Regions from separate parts of the Zea mays genome. Here region 1 is linked to region 2. The links are chromatin contacts, called in public Hi-C maps. All regions are on one chromosome and are shown on one strand. Each heading gives the region's core, a stretch centred on a gene start, on an enhancer-like site or on the middle of the called end of the contact. The rest is flanking DNA. Distances are from core to core; before and after follow the strand shown.

The links. A called contact is a pair of places that touch in the nucleus more often than the background predicts.
Region 1: a contact with region 2 is called in a Hi-C map of endosperm, with 3 times the contacts expected there. The contact joins the promoter of LOC100283829 here to the promoter of LOC100382373 in region 2. A contact is called at or near these places in 5 of 25 Hi-C or Micro-C datasets (bundle sheath, ear, endosperm and 2 more).

The regions. Positions count from the first base shown.
Region 1 is chr7:115,951,844-115,957,393 of Zm-B73-REFERENCE-NAM-5.0, forward strand. LOC100283829 reads right to left here and starts at 3,989. Exons shown (of 10, transcript NM_001156727.2): 1 at 3,770-3,989; 2 at 2,240-2,302; 3 at 2,085-2,166; 4 at 1,924-1,994; 5 at 1,737-1,825; 6 at 1,434-1,637; 7 at 843-1,098; 8 at 514-741; 9 at 1-155. The coding sequence starts at 3,904.
Region 2 is chr7:115,534,999-115,540,500 of Zm-B73-REFERENCE-NAM-5.0, forward strand. It overlaps LOC100382373 ([Fructose-bisphosphate aldolase]-lysine N-methyltransferase chloroplastic), which reads right to left and starts at 3,410. Exons shown (of 6, transcript NM_001175118.1): 1 at 2,876-3,410; 2 at 2,743-2,771; 3 at 2,447-2,658; 4 at 2,135-2,257; 5 at 1,587-1,991; 6 at 1,211-1,496. The coding sequence starts at 3,366. The coding sequence ends at 1,287.

The sequences.
Region 1 (5,550 bases), core at 2,739-5,238, 420 kb after region 2:
TCGCTATGCATGCTGATATAATAGTCAAGAGCTGCTAGAACAGAAGCCTTCCCTTCAACATTAGCAAGTTCATCTTCAGATGCAAGGCTCCTCTTGTCCTCCATCAACGGAAATAGTTTGCGCAAGCTAGAGATCCTGGCTTCTCCACCATATACCTGGATATGTGAGGCGTGTTAGAGCATCTCCACCAGATCTCCTATACTCTCCCTATCCATCAAATAGGAAGGCAACAGCTGCAGTAGATCTCTTATCACATATCCTATCCCTATATTTTAGGAGATCTCCTAAATCCACCACCAACTCTCCTAAATAAAGGGGAGACCTCTCCCTCTCCTAAATCAGGATGAGTTTTGGTAATTTGCTGGAGCAAAGGTCTCTTATATCATAGAGTTACTTTTGAAAGGTTTCTTATAACTAATTATAGGGGAGAAGAAATAGGAGATCTGGTGGAGATGCTCTTAAAACTTCCTGATTTCCCCTGCAAGAAAAGGTTAGAGCACAGAAGAGTCAAACCTTGTGAGATGCAAGATAGAGTCGAGTTCTGTTGTCAAAGCCAAGGGCTACCAGTAACAGCCCAATCTCTTCTGGGGTCAATGGGCAGCGTCCTGTGTTCCGAAGCTCCTCATCAGTTAGCTGTGAATTTAATACCCTTCCTTGCCATATAACTTGCCTGTACTTAGCAAGAGCTAGCTGTTCAGCTCTGCCACCTCCAAAGTCACATGCAGAATGTGCAGCCATATCCTGAAAAGTTTAGATAAATTTGCAATGTTCTGGAACAGAAATTCTTTTAGGAGCACAAAGATACACAAGCACCGTCCAATACTGCAGAAGTTGTCATCTACCTTATCAAAACGGAGATGCAAAACTGCATATTTTTCAGCTTGATTTGTGTCTCCTACAACTTGATGGATAGATTTACTGGAATGAACCCGGACCGGAGACCTCAAGCGCTTCACAAGTGTTTCTCCAAGTGAGATAATGTGAGAACGGAAGACCAGAGCTTGGAAGTTAACTTTACAACGCAAGCGTTGAAGATCCACAGGCAAATCATCAAATGCAAGGCGGTGAGAAAAGGGAGCGATCGCAACAATCCCATAGCTGGCAGTGGAACAGCAGGAGATAAGATTGCTGGTGAAAATTATCTTCATCGAGTAACCAACTCAGTAAATCAAACAATAGTTAGACATAATGTTAACAGAAATAGAGCAAATTCAGTAGCAGCTGAGCTGGGCAAAACATGAACAACCTTCTCAGGAATTGTATTCAATATGTCAAGTGTCTATCAATCTCAAAATCAGTGCAAAATCTCAACTAAGGCATCATTAAAGAGAGAGCTAGAAAGATGTCTTGTGATACAAGCGCCTTCAGAAAGTAAAACTACATGCATAACAAATAGTCAAATAGAGACACTGCAAGTTCAATTTGTCACTGACCTTTGCAGGATAGGACTGACATTCTCCAAATACCAATTTGCTGAGGCATGAAGAGGTGCAGTTTTTATTCTTGTAGCACGGATGCCTGTGCCATAGTACTCTCTTGTGCTCCAAGAAAATTCTTTTGGAAGCACTTTGATAATGGAAACTTCATCTTTTAGGGAGTTGATAAAGTGATCCACATCAAAAATTTCTTCAAATGAGCTGCAGCCAGGAAAAAATGAACCAGTATAATATATAAAAAAAAATATTTCTGCCTCAACAGGAGAACATGGAATATATAGTTTCAAACTACAGAGGCACCTTGAATCCTTCCAAACAGGGTTTACTTCAAGATGTGGGATCACAAGAGTAGCATTAAGAATCTTTGCAACTGCAATGGCATCACATATCTACAGAATTGGAATAAAGAGTTGGCCAATCTAAAGCCTGGATAAAGAAAGCTATCTCATGTCCTAAAATCATACTAATAGTAATTAGAAGAGCATACCCCCATTCTTTGTTGGTTCAATCCACCATCAAGAAATACTTGGATGTATCCACTTGGTTCCAGAGGTAATTCTAACATTAAAATAAAAGATGTTTAATTAATTAATTTCTTCAACAGGAAGAGGAACTATGTTTCATCATCACATAAAAGAAGTAAATTACTGTGAGAAACTGATGGCGTTAAGCATGGTTTCCACCCCTGATATGGCAAGGGTGACCATAGATCTTTCTTTTGTCCGTCTGTCTGCAACAAAACATATGTTAAAATATCATCAACCACAATGACAGCAGTTTTCATTTGACATAGATGTACTCACAGCTGTCCATCGCAAGGCCTCATTCAAAAGAGAAGGATGCATTGGCTTAGGGGCATTCCACTCCTGCAAAATACCGGAAACAAAACATTGGCATGTGCAAAATCCAAAAATGGAATATAACATTTTTACAGAATAATTCACCAGAAGCATACTTCTACCATAATCTCATAAGTTGATCTCATACATTATGCACACAATAGTACCAACTGGTGATCAAGGCAAGTACTCCAGTACACACTTCATCCCATTTCTATATATTAAAGCCGGAAGCAATACTCAACGCTTAGACTGTCCATGTCGTTCTTCTTTTTTCAGCCGTCCATTTGCATTCCTACGTCTAGAAACGTTCCGTAGCTAACTCATGAATCTGCGAAGCGGCTGAGCGAGGAGGCGCGAGACGCGTCGGCATCCACTTCCCCCTCCGTAGCGCGCCCACCAGGCACCAGCATCGCCGCCAGCCCGCCATCCGGCCCTCTCTGCCCTCCCGCTCTGAATCCAGGAGTCCGTGTCTACGGAGTACGCAGACAGGAGGGAGACAGAGAGGAATAGACGCCACAGAACTGAATTGGATGGATCGGTCCTTGGGTTGAGGCAGCTGCGCGTGTGCCCACCACCAGGAACGACAACTGGGCAAGGCTGGCGTGCTTCCGTTCCCAATGGACTAGATTGGTTAGTGGACCTCTTGGATCGAATTTGGTTACTCTGAGGACAAAAATACACATATCTAGGCGATCAAATTTGGTTAATCTAACGACAAAAGTACACTAGTCTTGGAACAAATTTAGAATATCTGTGTGCATCTTATGATTAAAATATTATGTAAACTAAAGATCTGTCATAATATTTGCAAAAGAAAGAACAAAATATCGCCACACTTTGTTGTTTTTAATTGAACTTTTATTTGGGGTGCTATGTTTTGTTATCATATCAAAATCAGTCTAAGACTCTATTAGATTTTTGATCCGTCACTATGCACGATTAAATCCCAAACTCTTTTCAAGTCCACCAGTCTAGCTAGATCAGCTTCGCTAGACAACCAATTAAGGTAGAAAGCTACAACATTTCTGTTACTTATATTACTAAATTCTTTTTTACACGCCCCGTTATTTTCTACACGTGCAGGGTGCGCGCAATTTACTAGTATACCACTAAAAGAAAAACGAAGATCCTTAAGGACATATACAGGCATGGATCCTTCAAAAGAGTCAGCTCTTTAGATAGTAGCTTTATAGTTCAGTAATTTCCACTAAGGTCATAAGTTTGCATTTTCTCTAACATGGTGCGTAATAAACCATTAAATATAACTAAAATTTTGTCAGTTTTGCCACGCCATTTCTCCACAAGTACAGCCACATCAATCCCCCTAAAATGATCCAGCAATTGCGCACCACAAACAAAGGGCGCGGCTTCACCAAGGCGCCGCAAATTAGCAACAGAAACCGCACGAAGCAACTAAACAAGCTGACGACATGACGCTACGCCTGCTCAAATCGAATGACGCAACAGTGGGGAGGGGAAAGTGGGGCTCACCGAGAAGACAGAAGGGAAAGCGTGGCCAAGAGGGGAGAACAACCCGGGGAATAAGACCGGCAGAAACACCACGACCGCGGCGGCGAAGACCGCCGGGCCCCTCGCCGGAGACAGCGAAGGCGACGCCCTCCGCATCACCCTGCTTCGGTGGGGAAGACGAGTAGGGGCAAAGGGAAAGCCCAAAAGCGTGGACTGAGTTTTCTACGGGAAAGCCCAAATTCAGCCCATTGAGCGTGAGTCCATCTTCCCTTGACGGATTAAATTTTATTTTTAATTCGTTTTTTCAAAAATATACTCATGTCACCATTTTAATTGATGAAATAAAAACCGATGAAAACAATATCATTTCATCATCACTACTATAAAGTACTAGTTTTCACGGTTCCACGGTTTTCATCGTTATCCGCCCTTCTCGCTTTATACAAAAATAAGATAAAACTATGCAAAAGGGTTCAAACTTTGGTTATTGACTTCATATTCACACCCACTTAATTAATAGAACACACATATTTTGTATTTATTAAAACAAAATTTACTCGTATGATATATACAAAACCGTAATAATACACGGACATTTGACTAATATAAGTTGTGTGTGACATCGTGTGACAACTTTTTTGGCAAAGACGAATTAATAAAAACATAAAATATATTTTGCTTGGTCCAGGACTAATATAGGGATGGCAATCTTATCCATACATATGAGATTTCATATTAGGTATGGTGTTCCATATCAGGTACGAGCATGAAAATTTACCGCGCGTGCATGAGCCTCAAGTACCTATAAAGATATATATAGGCAGTATGCTGTCATCAAAATTTACCGACGGGTATCCGATGATACATGTAATTTAAGAATATATACATCACTTATATCATATGTATTCATGTTGGCTAACTAATTTGACATGTGATTTGTATCATATAAATAACATGTCAAACTATAAATATACTATTTTTATAGATAACTGAACAAAGTGGTTGTGTAAGGGATTAACTTGTTACTTTTGTTATTTGAGTTATTGTATAAGTTATTTTGTGTTATTTTGCAATGGCGGAGGGCCCAATGTGACATGTTGTGGCAGCTGGCACACTTTTTTTTACACATATGAACTTTGGCCTAGGAACAAGCCTAGCACATGACTCGGATTGAAGCTCCCATTTGTGCCTAAAACTGTTCTGTGTCGTTGGTCCCTGCCACTAGATTCATGGTTATGCTCGCTGCTGCCGCCAGCACTAGACATTTATAGCTTTGTGCCGAGGTCCAAGGATTGCTCCCAGTCTCGATTTCGGAACCGAGAGTAACCATTGTTGGAGCAAAGATCTAACCAGACCTCAAACCAACTATCGGGTGACCTCGCCTGCACTACAACAGCTACATTTTCGGCGGCCAGACGCCGCCGAAAATAAGCTATTGCTTGCCACATGGCGTCGGGCATATAACCACGAAACATGACAGGGATAATCCTCTCCATTAATATATGGAAGTCATGGCTCTTTAACCCAGTTAGTTTTCCCGTTTTCAAATTCACAGCTCTTTTCAAGCCCGCAGCATAACCATCGGGAAATTTAATTTTTTTCATCCATCTCATTACCTCGATCTTGTCTTTAGAGGTAAGACAGAACAAGGCACGGGGCGGCCTACCGTTGTCATTGAGCACTTGGGTTGGTCGGTCACAAAGCATTGCTAGATCTCTTCGAGCTTTCAGATTGTCCTTTGTTTTGTCAAAATGCATGCAGGTGTGTATGAGGGCTTCAGCAACATTACTTTCTTGGTGCAT
Region 2 (5,502 bases), core at 2,160-4,659:
ATAGAGAATGGTATTTCACCTAACGCTATCACAGTGTCAGTTCTTGTCGATGGTCTGTGCAGAGAGAATAGGGTTCAGGAAGCGGTCAGGTTTGTGATGGAGTACTCAGGGTTGAAGTGCAGTGACATTCATTCTGTCTTCTCAAACTTTACAATTGAGGAAGAATGTTTAATTCCAAACAGTGTGATATATATGACCTTGATATATGGCCTGTACTTAGATGGTCAACACTGCGAAGCTGGCAAGCTTTTCTCCTACATGAGAAAATCAGGTATGATCCCTGATAGCTTTACCTATACACTACTGATACGAGGGCAGTGCATGCTTGGCTATGTCTTGAATGCCATGATGCTCTATGCTGATATGATGAAGATTGGTGTTAAACCAACAAGGTACAAGATAGAATGCCCTGAGATCTGGTCATGGGCACCACTGAATGACCTCCAAACTGTTGTAAGTTAAGAAATGGATTTTGACTACATACTTCAGATTTCTAGAGCAAAAGCCAGTTCACAGGTTGTGGAACGTTTTAGTCAAACTCAGTCATCAATATGGTAGACCAATCTGTTACATCTGTGCGACCATTGTAAGATCGTTATTTGGAAAGCCCTCTGCTTATTGACCTTGTTCTCAAGGCAAATGAAAATTTGAAGCCATTGGATTTGATTTTTAATTGCCGCCATTTTGTGGTACGGGCTCTGAACAAAACGAGTACTGTAATATGATCAGCAACAACGCTGATTAACAGGAACTGGAGCAGATAGATGGCTGTGATGAGGGTTGAATGTAAACCATTGCAAATGACATGTGCACAAGCCCATCTGCAAACGCACCTGGAAGAATGTACATGTGGAAGCAAGTATGCAACATATGCTGCACTTGCAGAGATTTACTGTGGCCTTTCTGGTTCTGATGTGGATTGAGAGGGATTGCCAGAGAATTGAACTAAAAATATCCCTAGCCAACCCATGCGCAATAAAAAAGGCCTTATAGATATTTTACAGGTTTAAGTCTGTTGGCAATTGGCATATGCACTAGAGAGGACGTCCAATCTATAGTTAGGTGAATGTCAATTTAACTGTTCACCTGATACGACTATCAGTGATGATCATGTATTCTTTTAAATGTGGGTGATGATTTATTTTGCCCATTTTTACCTGCTATGTGATTATGTCACAGAAGTGTGCATGACATTTACCATGCATTTCTTGTTAACAGTGCCAGAATGCATTCCTTTCATTAGCATTATGGACAAATAGCACTACTATACTAGAAACAAATATCTACTACTCCCAAAAAATAATTTCACCATTGTCACTGACTAAACCAAGATCTTTGAGTCTTCTTTCCTGGTAGTACTCAAGGCCATCTAATTCCTCCTCCCTCTGTTTAAAAATACCATCAATGTGCTGGAGTACTTTCTTTTCACCGGCCCTTACTCCAATTGCAATTGCAAGTCTTGGCTGCAAATTCTCTCTTCCCGATAGTTCTTCATCCTGAATATTCCACACATGTTTCATAAGATTAATTAATTAAGATAAAAAAGATGAAGGAAAAGAATAGCTACATCTAATCAATTGGTAAACCTCTTCTATTGTGGTATGATAGTCAGCAAGGGCTGATTTGCAGGCATCTCGCATGGCCTGACATATTGATTCCTCATTGTCAGGACTCAATGGCAGTTCAAGGTGGCCCCAAACTGAATTCCTAAAGAGTGCTTCCAAGAGAAATGCATCTGTTCCACCAATGCAAAGTAATCGCAGGTAAGGGAGCATTTGAGGGGGAAGGGGTTCGTTGAGGATTACATCAAAGTATGCGGTTTCCCCCAGTCCGTTTGCCTCTGCAATGTCAAGCTTGTCTCCATAAAATGGATCAGATTCAGAGATTTCCAGGGTCACAGTAAACGAATCCCTTGATGGATTTGATTCCACAAACCCATAGTCTAGTGCCAGTTCAGCATTACTCTTGTCCAGATCGTACTGGATATATATCTGTAAATGCAAATCTCAGTGCTCAGTTACAAATTGCACGTTTTAGCTTGTCACTTGAACTTGAAGCATCCACTATTGCATATAGATGCTGAAAGCCATGAAAACAGTGCACCTAGTGCAGAAAAATGGAACATCATCTGTACCTGCTGTCCAGATTTAACATTCACTGGTGTTCGCAAGGAGAACATGAGTTCCCTACCAAAAAGACCCTTTCCTTTGATCTCCCAACTTGACCCTTCTGAGGTGATATTAGGACTGTGATTAACCTGATTTGCGAAGCAAGCAAAATAATTTTAAAGAATGCATTTCCAACATTCAAATAATGCCTTATTTGAATCCTTTTGACATGGTACCTTAAGCATGGAAATTACAACTAGGACCATTTAACAACAATAAGAAGAATCGTAGCAAGTGGGATTAGAATCTGGAAAACGCCAATATGTATTGCATATTACCAAATCAGCAAATGGTATGAGAGCAAGCTTATCTCCGCGGAGCTCTGGAAACACCCTTGATCTGAGCATTCCAAATGCCCATAGGAAATCATCAAATGTTATGCTACCTGGGAACAGGTCCTTATTTGTGCTTATGATCTCTGCTTGAACACTATCAAATTCGCTTTGCACATACTCTTTCACGCCCACTGTGGTGCTTAGCAACTGTGTTCCTGCAAGTGACAGAAGTAGCATAAAAGTTACCGAGAGATCCCAGCACACAACAACTGGCAAGAACTTTTGCATTGCACACTGACCTTGTATCTCTAGGAGCTCTTCTTCAGACCTGCACTGGAGGCACCAAGCGCCACTCAAACATCAGAACGAGAATAGCGCAGAACTGCAGAAGCAGCCAAACACAAATGGAGCGATCGGCGTCCTCTCACTCACCAGAAGATGGTGGAGTCGGTCTGGCGCGGGAGGATGGCCAGGTAGGGCGCCCACGGCGAGTCCGCCCCGCGCGCGACCTCACTGAGGAGCAGCAGCGCGACGGCGACCCAGGGCCGGAGGCCCCCTCCGCCGCCGCAGGCGCGGCCGATGTCGGAGGCCGCGACGGCGTCGGCGTCCATCCAGAGCTTCTTAGGCACCTCCGCGACCACCTCCCCGCGGGGCAGATCGCGCGCCGCCACGAGGCCGAGACCCTCCGGCACGGCGGCTGGAATGGCTTTTCCTCCATCGCCCGCGCCATGAGAGGCGAGCCACCGGCGGAAGTCCTCCATCGCAGACACTGTGGCCGTTGTGCTGGCTGCCGCGCGGGGTCGTAGCTGCCGATTGTGGTGCCTCGATGGCTTCGTGGGGAGGCGGAGGCGAGGAGGCGGTCGGCGGGGGGAGTTGGGGAGACGCTGCAGGGGGAGGAGGTGGTGCTGGTAGAGCGTGGCCATGATTCCCTGCACTGCGCGGCCTGCGCCTGCGACGGAGGTAGTGGTTTGGACGACGACGGCCGTTGGTTTCCATATCCATAAGTAGTTATTATGGCGGGAGTGGATATGATCAGCGGTGAAATGCCGACCGAGTCCGTGCCAATAGGTGTTTTCCCTCTAGGAAACAGGAGGTTAATTATCCTGTAGATGTTCCACGAATTATCTCAAAAATGATTCACGACCGCTCATAAGTCATAGGCAGATGATGATCGGCTCCTTGTAGAACACATATGAGATGGGTCGTTCAACGAAATTACACAATTCAGATACTCCGTCCGATCAGAATTACAGCTTTTAGCTCAAGATGAACTTCTCCAACTGTAGTATATATTTTTAAGAAATTGTTGACGCTTTTTTGGAGCGCCAAACACTCAACAAGAACCGTGACGGTGCTCTCTGGTCAGACGCGGACGGTCCACGACGAGGGGCCGGACCGTCCGCGACCTGGCGCAGGGGCTAGGGCTTACTGCCTGACGGCCAGACGGTCCGGGCGGCGGAAGATCGCCGGCGACGCCTGGATCTCGCTCCCGGGAGAGACCCCGTCGGGGAGGAGAGATCCTAGGAGTTATCTAGGCTCGGGCAGGCCGACCTAGACTCCTCTAATCCACGTAGAGGCGAAGAATTTGGGGATCGGAAGGCTAAACTAGAACTAGACTATAACTACTCATAGGAAATAAATGCGAAATAGAAGTGTTTTGATTCGATTGCTGATTACAAATCGGCCGTATACCTCTCTATTTATACAGGAGGGGGCTGGACCCTTTACACAACTGATTTCCGAGCTAATTCTGCGAATCTAGCTAACAACCGTAGCACAAAACTCGGAACCCTAATCTGCTCTGCGCACGCGCGGACCGTCCGGCCCACAGGCGCGGACTGTCCGGCCTCAGGGCCGGACCGTCCGCACGCTCATTTTGGTGCCAAACATATGCCCCCTGCCTTTTGGTGGAGATGGGCAAACCAAAAGCATCTTAACTCGATGTGATCACATCGATTTTCTTAAGCATCTTGCCACATACTAGGATGGTACTGCTTGAGAAAACGTCCATTCAAAGCTTTGGGTAAATCCTTGCCTTGTAATATTTATAGTAAATAGGCGTTACCAAATATTACATGTTTACTTTATAAGGACCCTCCCAGCTTGGCGACCATTTTCCAAACTTCCGGTCTTTATTCCTTAGAGGCAGGATGGTCTTCCACACCAGGTCCCCTACTTAAAATGACTTTACTTTGACCTTGTTGTAGGCCCGGGCTACCATGATCTTGTCCTTTTCTATTGCTCCCAAAGCTATCACCCTCTTGTCGGTCACCTCATCAATATTATCCATCATTGCATTGTAATAATCAGTGAAAATTAGATCATTTTGTCTGGCGAACTTGACAACATTCAAACTTATTTCCACAGGCAACACTGCTTCCTGCCCATAGACAAGCTCAAAAGGAGACACTTTAGTAGCACTATGTTTAGATATTCTGTGAGCCCATAAAGCTTCGGACAAAATCTTATGCCAATGCTTAGGATTATCAGATATCTTCTTTTTTATCAAGTTAATCAATGTCCTGTTACTAGACTCGGCCTGTCCATTGGCCTAAGCATAATATGGAGATGAATTAAACAACTTAATTCTATATAATTCAACAAATTCACGTACCTCCTTTGACATAAAAGAAGTCCCTTGATTCGTAGTCAAGGTCTGGGGAATGTTGAATCTATGAATAATATGCTCAGTTATGAACTCAATTACCTCCTTGTGTGTCATGTTCTTCAGAGCAACGGCTTCAGTCCATTTGGTAAAGTAGTCAGTGGCAACTAACATGAACCGATGCCCCTTTGATGATGAAGGATGAATTTTCCCAATAAAGTCTAATCCCCATCCTCTAAAAGGCCAAAGCTTGATGATAGGATGTAATTCGGCTACAGGGACCAATTGTAGGTCACCGAATTTTTGACACACTTGGCAACCCTTGTAGTACTTGAAACAATCAGCTATCATATTAGGCCAATAAAAACTAGACCTTCGTAACAACCACTTCATCTTTGGAGCCGATTGATGGGTACCACAAATTCCTTCATGTACTTCGGCCATGGCTAATATA